Linked DNA regions of Mus musculus: all the other regions are linked to region 4. A link is a contact called in public Hi-C and promoter capture Hi-C data. All regions are on one chromosome and are shown on one strand. Each heading gives the region's core, a stretch centred on a gene start, on an enhancer-like site or on the middle of the called end of the contact. The rest is flanking DNA. Distances are from core to core; before and after follow the strand shown.

Region 1 (2,700 bases), core at 11-2,510, 140 kb before region 4:
AAGAGTGGATCTCCTGCTTGATGATATAGAAAGCAAACTCAGTCAGGATTTGCTCCCAGACAAAAAAGGTTTATTTTATATGCATTTCTGCACTGGATCTTGTCTTTTTTATGTTCACAAGCTCAGAATCAAGCTCACACGGACCATAATCTCCATGAAGACAGATGGTGATCCTCCTTGCTCCCATCTGTGACTGTACAATGAACACAAACTGTCAGAAAATAGAGATATTCTTGATGAATGCATGGAAGGTTGAAAATCAAAGCCAGGAACTGATAAAATGGTAAGAAATACATCTCACATGTCCTGATGAATTTAATATTCAAAAATAAAAGACTTTTAAAGTACACAGTAAAAGGAACAAAGATATCAGCCAGGGACCAGAAAGATGACTCAGTGGTTAGGAATGTCCCTGCTCTTTCAGGGGCCCTAAACTCAGTAAGCAGCACTCAGCATTTCAGTCATTATAGCTGCAATGCTATGACCATGAAATCATTTGCTTGTTTATGCCTTTGAAGTTACCTATATTTATGTGAGTATCCCTCTTCCCACAAATGCATAGTGAAAAATAATAAAATACATTAAAATATTGCTACCAGATGACCTTTACTTCCTCTTAGTTCAACTTATTTAATTGACCAAATTTATCATTAAAGAAACTTAAGGTAAAAAGCTACAAATGTGAAACTTGATTGAATATGATTACTCATAATTTGATAAACAAGATAGGAAATCTAGACTTCCATATCTGCTAGAGGCTGTTACTATTGTTTTATAGGTTAAAGAAATTTAATAGAATGGTTTGCAATTGAAAGTCTGACATTACTCTAATTGTGGATGGTGGGTTTACAGTGAATCTTAGATACAGGACAATGCCTCAAATGCAGGGTGTAGCCAAGCCCCAGTCCTGTATGGAAGATCTACTTTGGGATCAAAAAGATTGAGCTAGTGTAAATGTATGTTGAACTATCTGCAATGTAAGACACCATGGGACCAAGCAGTCTCTTCTTACAGTCAGGTCAAAAAACACAAATTCTCAAAAAAAAATGTGAACTATGTATTCATACTTCAATTTATCCAGGGTAAGGGTTTAACTTTAGCTGTATCTTCTCTACCAAAATGCATTACACTTCAAATAGTTTCTTTTCCCATGACACAACCCCTCGAAAGATCAGAGACAGCAGGAGGAAAATGCAGTCTTATGGCAGGCACTGAATATCATGCCAATGTACAGCATCTGTTGCAGATTAATTTGATGTGTAAGCCCTTGAGTCACAGAGTCATATGAGTCACTAATCTTAATCATTCTGCAGTCTTCTCTGATAACACAGAATTCTTAGTCTTCACTGCATGTATTCTGTAGTTTGAAAAGTATTATTTGGCTAGAAAAGAGTGCTCTATGCTTCTTGAAGTTCCTCCAAGCAGTAAGGGCTCCAAGACTAAATTTTTCGTTGGCTGAAAAGGCAACACACTGTTCAGAGACAAAGTAAAAGTACTTCCCCAGGGATTCATAGTCTCTGACTATGTCAAGCCTGTGGACACTCATCATAAGGATCCCCTTGAACGTTTTACATCACAGAATCTTTGTTTTCATGAATGAGTTCAAGGGATGTTTGCATCTTTAAAGAGAAGAAAGTTGAGGCTACTATGAAGAATGGGCATATTAGGGTTTTTAGAGGTTAAAGCACACAGCTAACTTCATGCTACCTTATTGTGCTTTAATTGTTTATTATATTTCACTAGAAAATATATCTGCATGGTTATAACATGGGATGACTACAAATAAATAAAACTGAGCAAAAATTATTTTAGAACAGATTATGCTTTTCCTATTATAAGCCCCTCTCCAGCAATTCCCAGTAAAGTTTAACAGATAATTACGTAATCTATAAGGAAATTTTATAATCCTTGTTAACATTGGGTGGTAATAAAATATAACAGAAACAAGTCACCTATTTTCAGGTTTCCTTAAAGCATTTTAAAATATCCTTTGTTATTTTAGGATACAAGAAAATCAATGGTTATAGCTAAGGTGCTTTTAACTGACAAGCCTTGTGTAAGAACAAATACAATGACATTATGTATTACCTGGTATTACACTTTATTTTCTCTGTCAAAAAGACTCTTTACCCGAAATTACAGCTGTTTTCCCACTGCTTACTTTCTATATTTATCATTTCAAACACAGCATTGACACACTGTGCCTCATAGATCACTGACAATTTAATATAAATTGGTCCTTCCGGAACTCTCGGCAAATAATAAGAAGATTGACAGGGAAATTATAAATGTGAGAAAACTCACCTAACAAAGAGGAAAAGGTTTTCTGAGTAATAATGATACAAATTTCTAAACATATTTCTAAATTTGTATGTTTGGTGCCATCCTTCTTTTTAAAGCAAATTTCCCTTAACTTCCCACTTCTACTCTTTTGCACCCCTAGGTACACGGGACCTGTTGCCGTTACAGAGCTTGAGAGAATGCTGCCAATATCCCCCATCTGACTACACGGACTTACAAGCCCACAGGATGCTTTGTCAGTGGCTCCTTCCAAAGAGAATCTGTTCTGCAGCCACACTATTCACAGGTCCTGTCTGCAGAGGAGCGGGTGAAGAGTTATTTTTCTGCAGTGTGTACTGCTTGTCTGGGTTGGTATTCTGAATCCATTTCTTTCTTTCAAATTTTCAATTTAAGCCATTT
Region 2 (2,700 bases), core at 83-2,582, 190 kb before region 4:
CAAAAAGGAAGGGGAGAATGCAGATGGGATAGGGAAGTTGTGGAGGGCTAACTGGAAAGGAGGATATCATTTGAAATGCAAATGATAGGAATGATTAAAAAAAAAAAAAAAAAAGAGGGCTGCCAGATCAAACAAGTACCAACTAAGCTTGTGTCCTCAATATACAAGAAGCACTTTTGTATTTGTTAGAGTACATCTCTGATATTACATGATGTGACTGCTTCTGCTACTCTAATAAATATCTGAGATAAGCAACTGATAAAGAAAAAATTACCTACACATTTCTTTTCATGTGCAGTTAACCTTGGTACTTTAGAGGTAGATAGAATGAGTGGCATATGATGGTAGAGTCCACAATGAAGCAAAAAGCCTTTTACCACATGGTAACAGGGAAGCAAAAAGAAAACAAGGAGACTACACTTAAAATCCTCCTCAAATATATGCCGCTTATGACCTAAAGACTTCCTAGAAGACCCACATCCCTAAGGCTTCACCACTTGCCAAGAATCTTACAGAGTATGTCTAAGCCTTTAACATATGGCCTTTGGGATTCACATGAGCATGTGGAATATACGTATTTATTTGAAATGTGAATTTACCTGAGTACCTTGTATTTTTAGTTGCTAAACTTGTGCCTAACAAGAAGAAACTAATACTAGGGTATGGGGATGGCTGAAGAGGAATGCAAAGATTATGCTCCTCCTAAAGGAAGGGTCAGGTTGTTCAAAGATTAGCAATAATGCATATGGAGGTTAATAGTAAGAGTAATGGTCACAAAGGGTGAAGTCAAACCCTTGGGGATTCTGAGATGCAATCTCAGAAGATCCAGCTTTGTTTTGTTGGTGAAGACAAATAGGAAAGACTCTCTCAGAATCTCTCATTTCTCTCAAAATTTCTCATTTCGACCCCTTTAAAGGTAATGTAGCAGTAAGAATCAATTTTATGGTTTAGGTCTTCCACGGAGAAGGCCTTTTCAGATTTTATGGGGCTTTTTGCTTCAATAAGATCCATTTCCTTTTTATGTTTTTCTTTGAGTTTTTACAGTCCTCCTTTGTTCAGGATGAAAACGATGATGGCTCTAACTTAAGAATGTGCAACAAATAAGATTTTCTATTGCTGACAGATGAATGAAAACCTGGATGCTGTAGAAACTGTCAAAGGCCAAACAATAGATTCTTAGCCGCGTTCCAAAGCTACTTGCTGCACTTCAGTACCAATTACAAGCCATCCTCTAATCCCTTTAGAATCTAAGGCCTGCCAAGAGCTAGTTAACTACACTGACAGCTGAAGGAAGAGCAGCAGAAGGCTGGGTTTTTGAATGAGGAAGTGGTATTTAATTTGAATAAAAGGGGAGTCAGAAAGCAGAAGTGAGCAGTGGTAGCAACCATCCAGGCAGCACTGCTTCGAATGCTTATTTGATGTCAGAACCCTCCACTGCAAGCACATACTGACATGAATGGTTTAAAGTACAGGAATACAAATGGCAGCATCAAACCTCTATTACAGGTGTGTTGGAACTGCTTACCCAGCAGTGGTTACACTTTGGTTCTGAAGCGTCTTTCTGTACTTGTTACCAGTGGTCATGGAGCATCGGATGCCTGCTGCCCGTTGCTATGAGTGATTGAATACCAGGTTAAGAAGCTTTCGTTGACATGCCAAACACTTTATGTTACTTCATTGACTGCTCTTACAACTGTCACTATGCTAATGCTACTCTTATTTCTGAGAAAAAGAAGACAGAGCATCTTGCCTATGACTCCCACTCAGTGTGTTGTCGATTCCTGTATTACTGTTTCAGAACAGGGCATTGCCTTCTTGTGCTGCATCTTCAGCTTTGTGTAGCTGATCCCCACTTCCATTTTGAATTGATGTAAAACATTAAAAGCCATGTATTTTTATTCTCAAACAAGGATTGAATCCTTTGTGTCAAAACACTACAGGATACAGGATGGGTTGTCACGTCCTATTTCATATGAGTCGCTTACCTGAACTGTGTACCATTGACCTCAGTGAGTCAGGGGTACAAGGTACCACTTACACATGCCTTTGCTGATATAAAGAAAAGTGCTTTTCTTCTTTTTATGTTGGATTTTCTAACTCAAACAGAAATTTTTCTTCAAAAGAAACCTAAAGATGTACATAAAAGTTATTTTATAGGTACCTCTAGTATTTTATACTACATACAAGATTTTCCATCTAAAAACAGTAGCATATAATTACAAATAGAGCTTATAAAACATTCCCAATGTAAGTTGACATTTACAGGAGAACAAAAGTCTATGTAATCATCGCCAAGGATGAAGAGACACTAATATATTGCTATATGATTCAGATCATTTGTTAGAAGAAATAAAATTTTATATAGGTTGCTAGATTGCACACCTATATCTCTGACCCAGTCAGCTCTCACCACCCACTCTGCTGAAGGTGTTGTGAACTTTTCTATGCATGTTCTGGAGTGAATACTGAATGACTGTGTTCAACCATGAAGCATATTTTCTACTTTTAAAGGTTAATAAATCTAGACTTCTATCAAACAGCTCTCTAGAGTATGTTTTCACCCTAACTGTACGGATGTCTATGGGGGAGCAAGATGAGCCCAGGACAGAGGTATGAGGCTGAAATGAGTAGCTGAGCTTTCTAGTGAAGGCAGACATTGAAAACAACCAATTGTGCATTTTCATGCCACACCATTTATTC
Region 3 (2,700 bases), core at 161-2,660, 250 kb before region 4:
GTGCAATTAGAGAGAAGTGTCTGGCTGTAATGGCAAGCTAACTAAAAAGAACACGGGGCTGGAGAGATGGATCAATGGTTAAGAGCACTGCTCTTCCAGAGGTCAGAGTTCAATTCCCAGCAACTACATGGTGGTTCACAACCATATGTAGTGGGATTGTAATCAATGAGGACACCTATTAAGTGCTGCTGGCATTCCCAGTAAAATCTAGTGCATTGACTTATCAATCACAGCTTCAATACAAATGTTTTAGCTTTTATTTCTAGTTGTACTTCTAGTCTGGGCCCCACCTATATAGAAAGTATGGAGAAGCCTCTCTGTAGTTAGTCATCAACCATTTTTTTTTTACACAGTGCTTTATAATTCTGGTAGACCTGTTAGAGTGTTATCTTCATAAAAAAAAATATGTCCCTTTTCAGAAGTGATTCCAAGTGATTCCAATGCACAATATAACTTGTTCTTTTGTTCCAGGTTCTGAAATATAGTGCAGGAATCCAATCTGTAAGTTTCTCTTGTTTCATATGTATGTCCTGTCCTTATGAGATGGACAGGACTCAGTTTTGATAGCAGTATCCAACAGAGAGTCTACGAATACTGGATTAGTTTTAGCATAGCTTATACACTGATTGCTCTACTATAACTGAATGGCTGTTTGAATTGTGCATAAGAACGTATCAGCTTGGGGAAAATACCATTTAAATATCATTTCAGAGAATATGGGTAGTAAACAGTCTGTACTCTAACTCCTTTTGTCAAAATAATTTAACCTAAAAGTCAAGAAGAGTCAGCAAATGTCTCAAGAATGATGTTTTTTTATTTTATTTTTCCAGAGACCTCCATGATCATAGAATTTGTTTCTTTAGGTCCTTATTACAATCTCCTTAAATATGCTGCCTAGGACAAATAGGAACACTGTTGCTGTCCAGCACCCAATGAGAAAGGTACTCAATAATTTCATTCAGTTGGGATACCCTCATCCCTTAAAAGAAAGACCGTATATTACCATCAGAGGAAAACGAACACCTAGTATGCACATAATAGATTCGCATAGCTGTACTATATATTCATATATATGAATACAATATATTAAATATCTATTTATGTGTATATACATATATATGTAAATATACACAAGCAAGCTATACACACATACACTCACACACAAACATGTACACACAAAACACATTTATATGACTGAAATACCACAGCTCATATGCTGTGTGTACTTTCATAAGACAAACAGTGTATCAATTCCATTTCATACTCATTTGTTAGCTGGACCAATTTTTAATGCAAAGAATGACTTAGCATTGAGCTGAATGTCAGAAATGCCTCCATAAAGGCAGTCCAATTCCAAGCTTTATAAATAATACCACTCACAAGCAAAGCAAGCATACAAATCAATTTGAATTCTAATTATACATCTGCTGTAGTTAGGATATTATTTGTCTAGCTGTGTTTCATGAAAAGCTGATTATGAGCACTCTCTTTGGGACAATTCTAGGCATTTTCAAAGAGTCAGAAATGTATAAGTACGAAAAATAATTCAAGTGATGCTATTATATTCCTAGAATAAAAAAAGATGCACTTCTCTGACAGGGAGGAACAGCTATGCAAAGAGGCATCTGGTAGGCCAATCATTTTGACATGTGGCCCAGGGGCACCAACAAACTCTAATTCTTCTAAATGCTGGTAGGAATAAGAATGCCTGTTTTTCCCAGCTCACAGCAGGAAGGCTGGCAATGAGGACAGCACTGTGGTATTGCAAGCCCTCCAGGGAATTCTGATAGAGCTAATATATAGAACTCACTGTGTTCATCTCCTCATCTTAAGAAAAACCTGGTGAGTTTTACAGTTCACAGATCAGAACCATCCTACATTGGTTTAAGGGAATAAAATTACATTTTAATTATGATCAGGGTTACATAATTTCCAGTTAATAAATGATGTGTGGGTGGACATGGCTCCATCGTTTTACCAAATCAACATTGCAAGAGAAGAGCTGCTTTTGAGTCAGTCCAGCAAGCAAGCTGTTCGGCTTATAAGCGTTCTTACCACCTTGTAGTCTTTACGACCGGTCTGTTTCATCCCACCAGGTTTGGTGGTTATTAACCTTCACAGGAAGCCACTCAACTCTACCCACCCATGATCCCTGTTTCACTGAGACTCAGGCATCCTGTGAATGCTTGCTAGACACCATGAAATAGCTTAGCTAGTCCAAGAATTGTAATTGGATGTCTACAGAATTTAATGATTACTGATAAGTCCAAAGCAGTGTAATCATCAGAGAACAAGAAAGGTCTCGGGAAACATAGTAACTGGGCAAAGCTCAATCTGCTTCATGACTTGGCGACAATGTGGCTTATTTTAGGGATCATCAGGGCAAGACTTAAGGTATCTACCACCTCGGGTTTTAATTCTAGCATCCCACCTTTATTTCACCACTAACACCACAAGTAAGCATTACTATGTCTTCATTTTATATAATTTCATATTCAGAGTTGAAGCATTTTAAAATTTCATGCACAATTTTTATTTCTATAAATGTAATTGTGTACTTGAACTACCAATTTATACTCATGAATTTTACCATTATAAATAACAAGGATCAAGGATATGATCAAGTTTGCAAGTATAAGAAACATTTTTAAATGATCTCAAAAAAAAAAAAGAAAGAAAAGAAAAGAAAGAAAAAAAAAA
Region 4 (2,700 bases), core at 197-2,696:
TAATGAGCCCTGCTAGAGCTATCACCATTAGGTAAAGTTCTCTGAAAGCCTTGTCAAAATACACAACTTACACCTTTGTGGGTTCTGACAAAACAAACGCAATGCTTCAAAGAAAGGAAGTGCCGCGGGGAGCCTACAAGGTCTGCTCCCTGAACTAGGAGGGAAAAAAAAAAAAAAGACTATGAATCTCACTCACAAAAGTCTAGCACAGGAGATTGCAGCCTTGACTTCTGGTAACCACGAAACAGACCACAGAATCAATCCTAATGACAATAGGACCCAGAGTATTTGCATAGAATCAGAAAGGTCTTTTATCTTTGCACCCTGATTTCCAACTTCCTATTCCACTCACTCCCTGGGCAAGGGGCCAAGCCAAACAGAAGCCGGGTTCCCTTCTTTGCTCTGTTCACTCCCCAAAGACAGCTGTCAGTCCGTCGCATCCTGAGCACGCAGCATTTCAAGAAAATCAAAAGAGGAACTGAAAAGGCAGAGGCTGAACTTGTGGTTCCCAAGCACAACCACATGTTCCTGGAGTACTCCACTCCTCTACGATCGCCTTCCAGATACTGAAAGAGAGGTGAGATTGTAGCTCTCTCAGTAACTAGCTGCCCTCAAGCACCTTCTAACCAAACAAGAACCTATCTCCAGAAAACCGTCCCAATAAGAGCAAGCTCCAAACCCAGGCATAACTTAAGCAGAATTGCAGAGGATGCACACGCTAGGTGTCCAAGAGAGGGGCGGGGAAAATGCTCTCTCCTGGAACGCCACCCCAGCTGCCCCCGACCGCGTGGCGATGCCGGGTGGGGGCGCAGTGAACCCAAGCGCGTGGGACCAGAAGTGAGACCGCGCCCTCCTGCGGGCAAGAGCTACCAGGCGGGAGGCACAGATAACCTGGAAGGGACAGAGAGGGTGGGGGATCCCTCTGATGCGCTCTGCCGGCTCACCGGTCTTTAGCCGGGAGCTTCGGATCCAGGGACAGAGCCCTACAAGCCAGTCCGAAAAGCGGGCTGTTTCCAGACCCGGACGCACTGGGCACTTACCAGCTGCAGTGCGCAGAGACAGACCAGCGAGCAGCGCCCGGTGCAGCAGCCCATGGTGCGGCCAGCGTCCCAGCAGCGCCGCTTGAGAGAGATCTGGCAGCTCCGGCTGTATCCTGCGACTTCAGAGCAGCCCGCGCGGCTCTCTCCCCGACTGACCGGGCGCAGGCTCCGGACCCCGCGGCCGGCTTTCTGCTTTCGGACTGGGGCTCGCTGTCGCCTTTGTTAATCTGCGTGCAGGGCGGGCGGAGGTCAGCGCGGCGCGCCCGTGCAGTGCGTCTGCCAGGGGTCCCTACCTCCTAGCGCGAGGGTCGGCTTCTTGAGGAGGGGGAGCCGGGCGGAGGGCGGGGGATGGAAGAGGCTACAGCTGGTGAGTGGGTGAATGTCTTTTAGGGGAGGGGAGTATGCAGGAGGTGGGTGTCTGGAAAGTGCGGTGGGCTGTCTGGGTCGGTGTGTGAGAGTGTGTGCTCACGCGAGTGTGTGTGTGTGTGTGTGTGTGTGTGTGTGTGTGTGTGTGTGTGTGTGTGAGTTGGGAGGGGATGAATGAAAGAGAGCGCCTCTGGGGAGGATCGTCTTGTCTTGTTAGGAGTCTGGGGAGAGAGAAAGAGACTGTGGGAGGATGAGATTGAATGTGAATGAGCTTGAATCTGGGAGGCCCCCAGGGATTTGAAGCCTAGGCTCACGGAGCAATTGTGGAGTCATAAGCTGTAGGTTTTCTTTCTGGGTGTGAGGAGTGGGTGAAAGCTACTGCAAAACCTGGAGCTAGGTTTACCCACGCTGCCCTGGAGAGGTACATGTTCTGTTTGGTGTGTGGGGAGGAAGGACCAAGAGACTTGGAACTCAACGTGAAAGCACTCTACATAATGAATGGCCAAGGTAGGGCAGTGGACTGAGCCACTGGCATGGCGCTAAGAGGTGGTTCAATCAATAAGGGTCTCAACCCAAGACTCTGGGTCCCAGGTCAGCGGAGATGACATTTTTCGCACCAGGCGCCCCTGCTGGAATCTTCTAGGAAAAGTTGCCTAGGGTCACAGCAGAGCTTAATGTTCCCCCAAGAGCCCAGAGACTAGACACACTGCTCAAACTGACTTAAGGCTTTAATTTGGAGTGCCTTGGGAGTCTTCATAGAGACACTGACAAGGAAAAGACAGGGCCTTTTAATAATAATGAGATATTTCTAGAATAAACACAAATAAGAAGTTGGACAGAGAAAAAGTGAGAGGAGCCTAGAAGTAAAACCTAATTCTAGTTACTTAAGATACCAAACAAACTCTCCACGAATTCTAAAGAAACTGACTACCCTCACATGAACAGAGCAGAGCCCAGGAGTTCTGTAGCTAAATCACTCCTCAAGAATCAGGAATAAGTCGAAAAACCAAAAAAGAAAAAGAAAAAAAAAGAAAAGAAAAGAAAGAAAAAGAAAAAGAAAAAGAAAAGAAAAGAATCAAAAATAAACCCTTGACAAATTGAGTCCAAAGAGGAACAAGGCTGGAAACACGGTTTTTAACCTATTGCTGCTCTCCTGGTAGATTCTTGGTTTATAAGTTAAGAAAAAGTGAAGGCTAGGTCAAGTGTCTCTTGCCTCTTAGCACTCTGGAGGCGTAAGTAGGCTGATCTCTCTGAGTTCAAGGATACCCTGGTCTATAAAGAGAGAAAAGGCAAG

The links. Promoter capture Hi-C pulls out the DNA fragments that hold promoters and counts their contacts. A called contact is a pair of places that touch in the nucleus more often than the background predicts.
Region 1: a contact with region 4 is called in a Hi-C map of adipose-derived mesenchymal stem cells, with 2.1 times the contacts expected there. The contact joins the enhancer-like site here to the promoter of Nkain3 in region 4. A contact is called at or near these places in 2 of 39 promoter capture datasets (hippocampal neurons and stem cell-derived epiblast-like cells), 10 of 484 Hi-C or Micro-C datasets (adipose-derived mesenchymal stem cells, brain, cerebellum and 6 more), 2 of 115 datasets of contacts at active chromatin or transcription factors (embryonic forebrain and neural progenitor cells) and 2 of 9 other capture datasets (liver and pancreatic islet).
Region 2: a contact with region 4 is called in a Hi-C map of pre-pro-B cells, with 6 times the contacts expected there. The contact joins the enhancer-like site here to the promoter of Nkain3 in region 4. A contact is called at or near these places in 4 of 39 promoter capture datasets (the 3T3-L1 cell line, embryonic stem cells, hippocampal neurons and 1 more), 2 of 484 Hi-C or Micro-C datasets (both in pre-pro-B cells) and 6 of 115 datasets of contacts at active chromatin or transcription factors (embryonic forebrain, embryonic stem cells, forebrain and 2 more).
Region 3: a contact with region 4 is called in a promoter capture Hi-C map of hippocampal neurons, with 8 times the contacts expected there. The contact joins the enhancer-like site here to the promoter of Nkain3 in region 4. A contact is called at or near these places in 8 of 39 promoter capture datasets (the 3T3-L1 cell line, cranial neural crest, embryonic stem cells and 3 more), 5 of 484 Hi-C or Micro-C datasets (cerebellar granule neurons, cerebral cortex, embryonic fibroblasts and 2 more), 8 of 115 datasets of contacts at active chromatin or transcription factors (astrocytes, embryonic forebrain, embryonic hindbrain and 4 more) and 1 of 9 other capture datasets (adipose tissue).

The regions. Positions count from the first base shown.
Region 1 is chr4:20,639,146-20,641,845 of GRCm38.p6, forward strand. The region is part of intron 1 of Nkain3 (Na+/K+ transporting ATPase interacting 3); the gene reads right to left. Among named protein-coding and RNA genes, the nearest start is that of Nkain3, 140 kb to the right of the region's middle. Within about 2 kb of position 1,261, at least 26 of the 459 cell types and tissues checked have an H3K27ac peak or open chromatin away from gene starts, as enhancers often do. A contact at or near this core is called in adipose-derived mesenchymal stem cells, cerebellum, hippocampal neurons and 1 more, where this site is marked.
Region 2 is chr4:20,588,034-20,590,733 of GRCm38.p6, forward strand. The region is part of intron 1 of Nkain3 (Na+/K+ transporting ATPase interacting 3); the gene reads right to left. Among named protein-coding and RNA genes, the nearest start is that of Nkain3, 190 kb to the right of the region's middle. Within about 2 kb of position 1,333, at least 38 of the 459 cell types and tissues checked have an H3K27ac peak or open chromatin away from gene starts, as enhancers often do. A contact at or near this core is called in hippocampal neurons and pre-pro-B cells, where this site is marked.
Region 3 is chr4:20,525,566-20,528,265 of GRCm38.p6, forward strand. All of the region lies in intron 1 of Nkain3 (Na+/K+ transporting ATPase interacting 3), which reads right to left. Among named protein-coding and RNA genes, the nearest start is that of Gm11872, 180 kb to the left of the region's middle. Within about 2 kb of position 1,411, at least 11 of the 459 cell types and tissues checked have an H3K27ac peak or open chromatin away from gene starts, as enhancers often do. A contact at or near this core is called in forebrain and hippocampal neurons, where this site is marked.
Region 4 is chr4:20,777,222-20,779,921 of GRCm38.p6, forward strand. It overlaps Nkain3 (Na+/K+ transporting ATPase interacting 3), which reads right to left and starts at 1,447. Exons shown (of 6, transcript NM_001290410.1): 1 at 1,041-1,447. The coding sequence starts at 1,094.